Linked DNA regions of Columba livia: region 1 is linked to region 2. The links are chromatin contacts, called in public Hi-C maps. All regions are on one chromosome and are shown on one strand. Each heading gives the region's core, a stretch centred on a gene start, on an enhancer-like site or on the middle of the called end of the contact. The rest is flanking DNA. Distances are from core to core; before and after follow the strand shown. Region 1 holds the start of INPP4B (inositol polyphosphate-4-phosphatase type II B). Region 2 has its middle 28 kb from the start of USP38.

What was found. A called contact is a pair of places that touch in the nucleus more often than the background predicts.
Region 1: a Hi-C map of liver shows a contact between it and region 2, with 1.7 times the contacts expected there. The contact joins the promoter of INPP4B here to the enhancer-like site in region 2. A contact is called at or near these places in 2 of 2 Hi-C or Micro-C datasets (crop and liver).

The regions. Positions count from the first base shown.
Region 1 is chr4:58,627,972-58,633,422 of bColLiv1.pat.W.v2, reverse strand. INPP4B (inositol polyphosphate-4-phosphatase type II B) reads right to left here and starts at 2,600. Exons shown (of 26, transcript XM_065061993.1): 1 at 2,126-2,600.
Region 2 is chr4:58,589,891-58,594,797 of bColLiv1.pat.W.v2, reverse strand. No RefSeq gene overlaps it. Among named protein-coding and RNA genes, the nearest start is that of USP38, 28 kb to the right of the region's middle. Within about 2 kb of position 3,592, at least 1 of the 3 cell types and tissues checked has an H3K27ac peak away from gene starts, as active enhancers do.

The DNA of each region.
Region 1 (5,451 bases), core at 1,351-3,850, 40 kb before region 2:
TGTCATCTTGCAGTACAGTAGACTTCCAGGTACTAAGCACAGTATTAATCATGCATTTCAATTCACAAAATCTTCACCTAATGTCACAAAATCTTCAGGTCAGATCAGAAGATAAAAAGATGGTCATAAAGGAGGCACCTGGATACACCTACTCCAACTGATATACCTTAGCCTTAAAAGATGGAATTCTTTGATCAAAGAGAACCAAGGCAGCCCCACAGATAATGCTCTCCAGAGTGCAAAAGAGAGATCAGCAGCACTTGCAAGGTTTGAAGAACCCATGGAGAACTGGAACTTGAAGTTTTAGGTAGTCAAAAAGAGCCAATAAAAGAAAAGCTTTATATTATGGAAAGATTTAATCTTATCTTGAGCACTGTAGGAACGGCCAGAAAGCATAGGGAAAAAAGGCCAAAATAGGGCTCTGAAGTAGTAACACGGCCACATGCTCCCACTAATGTCATCAGGGTTGTAAAAATCTCAGAAGACTAATTTCTGCTCACATTAATCTTGTGACTTGTATCTTCATTTTAGTGGAATTATCAGAATGTGTGAAGTACACAGTCCTGCATGGATAGTTACAATAATGAGGATTCACATGCACAAACCTCATCCAATATACAGGTTCACAGTGCAAAAAAACCCAAGATACTGCAGGGCTTTAAAGCTAGTTCAAATTTAATCAAGAAATTCAAAATAACATTTTAAAAAATCAAGTGATTGGAACATTTCCTTTTTAAAAACTACTGTCACATTTGTAAATATTTGTCCAAACATAGGAAGTTTTGTTAAAAGCAAATAATTTAAATAAACTCTTTCCTTCATAAAGACCGAGAAGCAGACATTTTCCCCTACCATTCTTGCTATGTAGATATCCTTTCAATGTAGATAGAGGGTGTCTGTAAACCAGTGAAAAATTAGTCTTGTTTTTGAGATTCAAAGACAGATGTAAATGACATATATATATGGCCTGATTTTAGTGTATCTATTTTAATGCATCATTAATGCATAAATAAACAAGTAAATTTCTTCTGGTGAGGAAGAGATACAGAAACCTAATTACAGATCAGATGAAAACATAGCTCCGCAAAGACTTCATCCCATTATTTTTACTTCAAATAAGGCACCATTTAGCTTTGGGGACCAGGCAAGCAGACAGCACAAGCTCTACCATTCATGCTTCAAAAAAATCTGTGTGTCACTTTTGGGAACAGAAAAGAGAGCTCCACTTGATCACAGTTCAGAAATCAAATACAATTCCTCCTCCTCCCCGCCCTTTTCTGGCTGATACCATTTCAAATTACAACTTGCTCAACTTATCTACATGTAAGACCTTTCTCATGGTTTCCATCACATTTCAGCAGACGCTGTTATTTGCAAGATGGGGATGGGTATCCTGTAGCTCGATTACTCTACCAAATTAACCCCTTAGCGGCGCCTACGGAGCCTCATACCAGCCTCACCATTCAAGTACCCCCAACTTTCAAACATAACATAAAACTGTTGCAAATAATGTCCTCAGCCCCCGCAAAGCCCCTTCAGAGGAGTCCCGGCTGCAGCGGCAAAAGGGGTGGCCAGGCACCGCGGCCAAAGCGGCACCGAGACTCCCCGGCAGGAAACGCCGGGGATGGGAGAAAGTAGGAGAAATCTCCAGCGGGTCTTAGCTGGAAGTTCTCCCGGCACGCCGAGTCCCTCCCCGCCCCGGTGACCCCCGGAGAGCGGCGGCGGGCCGGCTGGCGGTCCCTGGGGCGGCCGGGCCGCCTGCCTGCCCTGAGCCCCGGCCCTGAGGGGGCGCGGTGCCCGCGCCGGAGGCGGGGGAGCAGCAGCCGCCCGCAGCGCACCGGCCGCCTCGCCGCCCGCCGGGACCGCTCGTCGGGTTGTGGCGGCAGTCGGGAACTGAGCGGCGGCCCCCGACGAGAGCGCCTTAGGGCTACGCACGCCTTGCGGGCTGTAACCTTAAGAAACTTGATAAGGGAATAAAAGGGAGGGACTTCGGCGGAACCCATTCCCAGCTTTTAATCTCTCCTGACGCGCGGGAGACAGCGGGGAAACAAGGAAACAAAACCCTCGCCCGGTGGAAGGAGCACCCGCGTCCCGCCCGGCCCTGCCTGCCCCGAGCGGCGCTTACCTGGCTGGCAGCTGGCTGCCCGCCCGCTGGGGCAACCGGCGCGACACTTTCCCCCGGTGCGTGCGTGTGTCGCTGGGTGGCTGGCGAGCCTGCTATTTATAGTCCGGAGCCTCCAGCAGCGCGACAGCGAGAGGAAATGAAGGGCTGAGCGCCCTGGGAGCCGCGCCGGGCAGCCAGAGCCCAGCCCGCCCGCTGCCCCGAGGAGGGCGAGTGGTGGCTGGCGATAGCCTCGGGCACAGGCGCTCCTGTCCCCCGGCGCCGCCCTCGGACCAGTCTCCTCCCAATGTCACCGCAGCCCAGCGGCGGCTCCCCGGCTCTGCGGCGGCCCCGCAGGTAGCGCCCCTGAGCCCGCAGCGACGAGGAGCTGCCCGCGCCTCTCTGGCAGCCCTGCGGCCGGCAGGCAGCGCGGCACGGCACGGCACAGCCGCGCAGAGGTGACCCGCTGCTGCTGCTGCTGGAGGAGGCGAGACAGACACTGGGGTGTGGGAGGGAGAAGCCGCCGCTTGCCATTCACCTCCTGCCGCCCAGAGGGAGCCCGGCCTCCACGGCCGCCTCTGCCGAGTGCCAGGGACGGAGAGGAGGCGGTGGGAGCTCACCCAGCCCGAGGGGACGGTCGGAGGAGGCGGGGGTCCCTCCTGGGGAGGCCGGTGCCAGCGCTGGGCCCAAGCTGGCAAGCTACTGACTGGGTTGGGAAGCCCTGTGGATGGTCACTGCCGGGAAACGTTAGTCGCTTTCCCCTCGCAGCGCTGGAAGTAAGGGCTCCCAGGGAGCCCAGTGAAGGGCTTCTCAGAGCCGCTGGGCTGGCTTCTTATCAGCTGCAAAAGTTTGGGGGGGGGAAGGGTGATCAAGTAAACCCCTTCCTGTGAACAAGGGAGTGAGAGAGCTTCCTCTAGCCTCTGGAAAGTATTAATGGACTCTGTAGAGCCGGCCTGGGAGCCGCAGGCCCCTGCTCCAGCTCTGTGGTAGCATCTGGGGCTGGTTGTGTTGAGGCAAGGCCAGGGTGCTTTTTGTGCTTTGCTTATTGTAAATAAACGACTTTGCATCGAAGCTATGCAGGGCTTTAGCTAATCAATCCGACTTGCTCATGAAAGCCACTTCAGGGGGTCCTGATGGCACAGCTGACCCCTTCACCGTGCATGAAGCACAGCTCATAAATGCTGCATCTATGGTACGTCATTGGTTCAGTATGCAAGGCAACAGAGGAATTAAGTAGTTTCTAATGCATCTTACTCACTTGATAGTAATCTTTTTGCAATCCAGTTTTTTATTTCTGTTGTACTTAGATATATTCCGGTATTTCAAATGTCGATTAATCCTACTGGGACTACTTGTGTACTATAGTAGGACACCGTCTGGGATTTGAGCTGCGTAAGCAACTCCTAAACCATCATATACAAAACAACTGAAGTTAATGCAGATTTAATAGCTACTTTAGCTTACTCAATAGCATTAGTTACAGGCCTGGATTTTAGGGTTTTCTGTGTCATAACAGCTACAGTCATCTACGTCGTACCAGGACAAAGCCCGACAATTATCTGTGAAAAGCAAAGTTGATTTAGCTTCAGGAGCTTGAAGTCAAAGTTATGCAGAGAGACAAAGTTCTGAGTAGAGGGGAGCTAACCAAATACTCACATTATAAGTTAGATAAAAATTGGAAGGAAAATGCTGAGAAGGCACAAGAAGGAAAGATTTGGTCTTGTCCAAACACTTAAATGTAAGAAGTAATACACAAAAACCTGGCTTGATGGAACTACCCATTTATGTAAAGCTACCCATGCATAAATGTTTGCAGAATCAGACTCATATTGAACAAACCATTGTAACAAAGTGAAACTGCCTTAAACTCAGAGATGAGTCTCTCGAGTATCTCTCACGAACAATATTTTGCTTCTCACAACAGGAATTTCTTCTTAATCTTCTTCTTGTTCAATTTTTAATGCCCCATAACATAACACGTAGCAGAAAAGATCCTGCCAGCGTAGGAATTGATACCAGCAGACTCAGAGTGCTACCAATGAAAATCTACCTTGTGAACAGGGAACGTGCAAACCTCAGCTAGATGTAAATCATGAGTAGAGGGTCTTTCTGTCTCTGTGCTCCCTTAGGAACTGAACACTACTCAAGTTAGCTTGCGGTTACTTTTCAAATGAAGGCAATTCCAAGCTTCTTAGATGTGTTCAGAACTGAGGACAAACTCTGTAAAATTCATGTCCTGTTAGATTTGGAAGGAATTGTTATGAGAGCACCTGCTTACTTATTTCAGTAATGAAACCTTAAATACATATAGCACTGAACATACAAGGAGCGGTTATCAAAATAATGGTCCCGAAGTACACTTCATCTTGGGCAAAGCTTTGTCATACAGCTGGTCACACTGCAGAGCACAGGAAGGAAAAAGGCTGAGTTTTAGATTACTCTGATGTTAAGATGCAAGCTGTTACTGGATTCAGAAACCTACCATATATCAGTATGGGAAAAAAAGATAAGATAACTGAAGTTTTATCTCCTTCTGAAATGTTTTTAAGTGGATATATAGCCTAAAACTCTCTTTCATCATACAGTCAAAATTTTCAGAGCTTGAAATTACACTTAAGCATAAAAAATGTCTGATGTTCCAAAGTACTGAACTCAAAATTATTTCAAATGTGTTTCAATGCTCCCTAGCTCTGAAAATCACATTTCTTTAAGTGCCTACATGTGGATTTAGGGTGTCTAACTGCATCCATTGAGGCCTGAAAAATTTAGCCTACATATACCTGTGCTTCATAATAAATGTATCAGAAAGCTTCAGACAAGCTATAAAAGCATCCTCAAAAAAGCAATGCAGTCTTGAGCCATTAGAAGATGAGACACCACCCAGACAAAGTACTTGGCTGTATAATTCAACTCATTCTGGTGTATGGAAAGTATCATCTGACTGTAGTAGCAGCAGAAAAATTAAAATGAAAGATCTACTGGGGCAAGTTTTTCCTATTACTTACTTACTGGTATTTCCCAACATTTTCCAAATCAACATGTTTCTTTCTCTAAAATCTCCCTTTCTGCTATCTCCCCAACTTCTCTGTATGACCTTATGTATTCCATCTTATAAATATTAAGTATATCTAAGCTTCCTGTTCTGATACCATTCTGTGTGTCTGTAGAGTCAAATCAAGAGTCCCCTACTTAGTGTCAAAGGTGAGGATAGGGAGGTGAGGGAGCAAACAAGAAATTAAACTGTGACAGACTTTAGACTTCCCAAGGGAACAGTGCATGGAGCTATTGGAGAATATCCCTGCTCAGCTAACCAGATCCAGTCTGCCTAGCAAGGTTTACTATTTCCAGGT
Region 2 (4,907 bases), core at 2,343-4,842:
CACCGTTAGTAAGTTTGCAGATGACACCAAATTGGATGGGAGTGTTGATCTGCTGGAGGGTAGGATGGCCATACAGAGGGATCTGGACTGGCTGGATCACTGGGCTGAGGCCAATTGTATGAGGTTTAACAAGGCCAAGTGTTGGGTCCTGCACTTAGGTCACAACAACCCCAAGCAGCGCTACACACTCGGGGAAGAGTGGGTGGAAAGCTGCCTGGCAGAGGGGGATCTGGGGGTGCTGATTGACAGCCAGCTGAACACGAGCCAGCAGTGTGCCCAGGTGGCCAAAAAGGCCAACAGCACCCTGGCTTGTATCAGAAATAGTGTGGCCAGCAGGACTAGAGAAGTGATTGTGCCACCGCACTCGGCACTGGTGAGGCCCCACCTTGAATCCTGTGTTCAGTTTTGGGCCCTTCATCACAAGAAGGACGTTGAAATACTGGGGAGAGTGCAGAGAAGGTGATGAAGCTGGTGAGGGGCCTGGAGCACAAGTCTGATGAGGAGCAGCTGAAGGAACTGCGGCTGTTTAGCCTGGAGAAAAGGAGGCTGAGCAGAGACCTTATTGCTGTCTACAACTACCCGAAAGGATGTTGTAGCGTGGAGGGTGTTGGTCTCTTCTCCCAAGTAGCAAGTGACAAGACAAGATGAAATGGCCTCAAGTTGTGCCAGGGGAGGTTTAGATTGGATATTAAGAAAAAATTCTTCACGTAAAGGGTTGTCAGGCATTGGAACAGGCTGCCCAGGGAAGTGGTGGAGTCACCATCCCTGGAGGTGTTTAAAAGGCATTTAGACAAGGTTCTTGGGGATATCATTTAGTGGTAGAGTTAGGTTACAGTGGGACTCGGTTATCCTGAAGGTCTCTTCCAACTGAAATGATTCTATGATTCTATGATTGTGGGATAAGAACCTGCTACTTGGCATGTATGCCTTCCTACAGTGTGTTCTGCACAAGGCTATCTCAGTAATTAATACAGAGAAGAAAACATCCCTTCTGCTAAGTGGTTGCTTGGCCCCAGATTAGCTGTGTAAAACATATAAGCCCAACACAGAAAGTGAAATCTAGCCAGAAACAGGCTAGCCCTCCCTGAATCCTGAGCAATTTTTCTCTGCAGTCACTTTCTAGAGAGCAATAAGCTGCTCAAATGCAAGTCTTGTTACTTAACAGGGGGGAAAAAGCACTTTTCTCCCATTACCAAATAATGAACACTTGAGAACAAAACTGAAATATACCAAGATGCTAAATACACAGAGAATCTTGACAGCCCACTATTTATTCTCCTTCCTAAAATTAACTGTTAAGAATGTGATTATGTTCTAGGTATATGACCAGTTGCAGGAGGAGACATATTGTTGCCTGCGATCTATAAAATAAAGGGTTTTTATGTGTCACAGAGGAGGTAAATGCTACTGACTTATGTACCAATTGAGCTGAGGTAAATGAGTCAGCATGTTGGAGGGATGGGGCTCTACTCTCCATCATTCTGTGCTTGAGGATGCTGGATGCAAGGCTGGAAGTAGGCAGAAACTCTTCATTTCTTGCAGCTGTGCAAGGAAGGCAGTCCCATTGCCCACTTAAGACTTATTCCTAATAAAACACTTATGTAAAATAGCAAAGAGTATTTGGTCATGACAATCTATACTTCAGCATAATATAGAAATTACTGTAGTAGAGAAAGTTTTCAGTAAAATGAAAAACCTTATAAAGGATAGCTAGAATTTTTGGAGGGGAAAAAAAGGTGCTCAAAAAACAGTCCTTAATGTTTACATGACAAAAAGACAGAATTAGTGGCCTTCCCTGTAGGCAATTTAAGTAGAAAGGGCAAGGATTCAATAAACATCGTGACTGAACTGCCCTTTAAAGTCTCAGAGATGGTGACTGAGCACAAAGGCACTTTGAAAGAACTGTCTAGGGGAGGTGAACATTGTCACTGCCTCTGCTGAATATCTTCTGTGAATAGATGAGTTCAGTCTTGAAGCCTGCTACCAGCATCTTTTATTTACTCTGGTGAATAACTGAATCCCATGTTTAACAATCTGAAATAGAAAAAAAAATACATGGAGATATATACATTGCTGATAATATTGCCTAGTGACATATGCAGGCACTATGGTCCAAATTTTCACTGCCTGCATGTGTAGTTTCCTACTGTTTTATTCCTTCTTCTTAGGCCAACCGCACCACACATTTGTGAGTCATCCTTTAAAGCCGTTTTCTGACTGTCCTAGTATCGAGTCACAACTGAGAGCATCACCACAGACAAGGACATGGCACACCCTGATAGTCTGAGCTGTGCCACTCTTTACCCCAATGCAATCTGCCAAGTTCTAGAAGTGTCAGTGAAACTGCATCACCTGCCCTGAACCATGGAGAATCTCCTATACGGCCAAAAAGCTCTTGGAACCACTCGTGCCCATGATGTGTGATCAAGTAAGCAAACACGCTGATTTTACAGCTTCCTTTAAGTAAAGCCACCTGAAGTTGATTGCCTTCCCGCCTCACGGTGTAGGAACCGATCATCTTGCCAATATAATAGGCTCAGGCAGGATCTCTCAGCAAAGCATATTTTATTAACAGTCTTGCAAACCTGGGTGTTTTACCTAAAGGTAGGCACACGGAATAGGGCAAAAAGCCCCAAAACCCAGCTGCAAATTCCATCCGCTGTTCCCCACTGGTTGGGTACTGCAGGGTTTACAGATGCCCACCTCAGTTTACCTGTCTCATTCGTTTAATTCCAACAATGCCCTCCCCTTATTGATTTATTTAAAATACGGATTCCTGCCTCTTTGGCTACCCTTCCCCTGACTTAACTTTTTGAATACACTAATCAGTTTGCACTCGGGATTAGTTCGAAGAGACTTTGTTTTACACTAAACGTTCATAGTCAGCCGTCTCTCAGTCCTGTCCCCCACCCCGCGCTGGGGTCAGGTGTCAGGTCCCCGCCTGTGAAAACAACATTCCTCCTGCAATGGCTCCGTACAAGCGGCGCCGGCAGGATCACCGGCAGTAAGGAGCTGCGACTGCAGCCAGGGGCAGGGGTGCGCCAGCGCGTGTGCCATCGCCCCCCGGCGCACGCGTGGCCGCACACGCGTGGCGCCACCCACCCCCGATCCCCCCTCCCCAAACCCGGCCGCCTCGCGCCGCCTGCGTGCGCCCAGCGCGCGCCCTGCCGGCCGGCCGCCGCCCGCGCAGCCCCCGCCGCAGCAGCTGGGGTGACCCGCGGCGAGCGGCGGAGCCCCTGCGCTTCCGCTCTTCCACTGGGGGCGGGGGGAAGAGGGAGCGCCGCCCGGGGCGCAACGAGCCTCTCAGACAGGCCTGTGTTTTTCCAGCAGTCCCTAAATGCAAGATGAAAAGTGTGATTTTAGGAGTTTGTCTCGAAAATGGACGAAGAGTGAAGTTTGTCACTATCTGCTTATTCAGAAATAGTACCATACCATTATAAGCTTTCCAAACGGGTCAGATTATAAAAGGATAAGCTGCTACAAGGTGGGCAATGCCAGCCTGAGCCGAGCTGCCAGGAGCTGTATTATGAACACAAGCAGGCTGTGAGCAGCCCTTCTAAACTGCCTTCTCTGGTTTCAAAGGTCAGAGGCACCCCTGGAAGTGCCAAGCCAAACATCTTATGTGTTCTTTATCTGCTCTGCTCATGGATGGCATTTACACCAGCTGGTGAGGCAGATCGGGCTTACTTCTGCGGTTAAAAAAGAAGTAAACGCCAGTAGCAATTTGGCCAGTGCTCCCAGCCAGGCCACTGCCCCCTAAAAGGGCACCCTGTTTTGTCCTGTCACCCTTTCCCGTTTCACAGCGAGAAAGAGCAGCAACTAGCAGCAGTCGCAATGGTGCTCCTTGTGACACAATTAAAACACCCTTGAGCTACTAATGTCATTTAGGCTGACGACCAAGGCCAACTTTTCACCAGATTCTCTGTTAATCAGATGAAACTGGCACTGTATCTCCAATCCTCATCCATTTTGCTCACCAAACCCAGAGGATTTTGGATCCCATATATCCACCTACCAAATAAGAAGCCAACAGCTTCAAAATTAGAGCTTCTCTTGCCTCATACTGTGTATGGGTTAGTACACAAGCTCCGAAACTGTGACTACCAAAGGAGAAAATCAATGTCATTCTGAATCAGAGGAAGGCAAGGAGGCCTGAAAAGCACATTTTACACACTCCTGACAATGTTTCAAGGGCTCTTTTTAAATTTACACCTCCTGATTTCCTGATTACAGTGACCTCCGTAATAATTTACATTACAGTTTTTCCAATTCCAGCAGGGATGAGACACCTCAAAGGAAAGGGAGGTTTCAGCAAGTGATTCAGAAATTTGTATTATCACTTGTATCTGTTAAGGCTTGTTCTGTCAGGTATATGTGTTTGGTTTTCCAATCTAGCATGTAAGTGTCTGCTAAGTATCACCTCAATTTACCAACATGGTCAGAAAACAAAAGGGCAGGAAGAGGAGCGGGTCCATAATGCTGCATCTCCAAACAGTAACAGGAAAGGTCTTTTTACACCTGAAGTTTTCTGCTGTGTGTGTGCTGCCCAGTTCAGAAGACATGATCTAGATGATTGTCCTTACATTCAAATAGCAAACTCTTGGATTTGCAAAAATAGTATTCCCCCCCCCCCCCCCCCTTACTGTATTAAATCTTTTTTAAGCCTTCTGGTTCTCTGGTTATGTTAGATGTCTGCTAGCCTCACTAGAATTCTTGACATGTTTCTCCAGAACGACCTTTATCTTATACTGAACAAAAAGCTTCAGAAAGTAAATATAAGGTCTTGCTTACCATTTCCACTTTTATTTTTCTGCAGGCTACATCTGATCACAAAACTGACACCACCCCAACTCCACAGGAATTTTTCTCATTTAGAAAAAAAGTAAATAAAAAAGCACATAGAAATC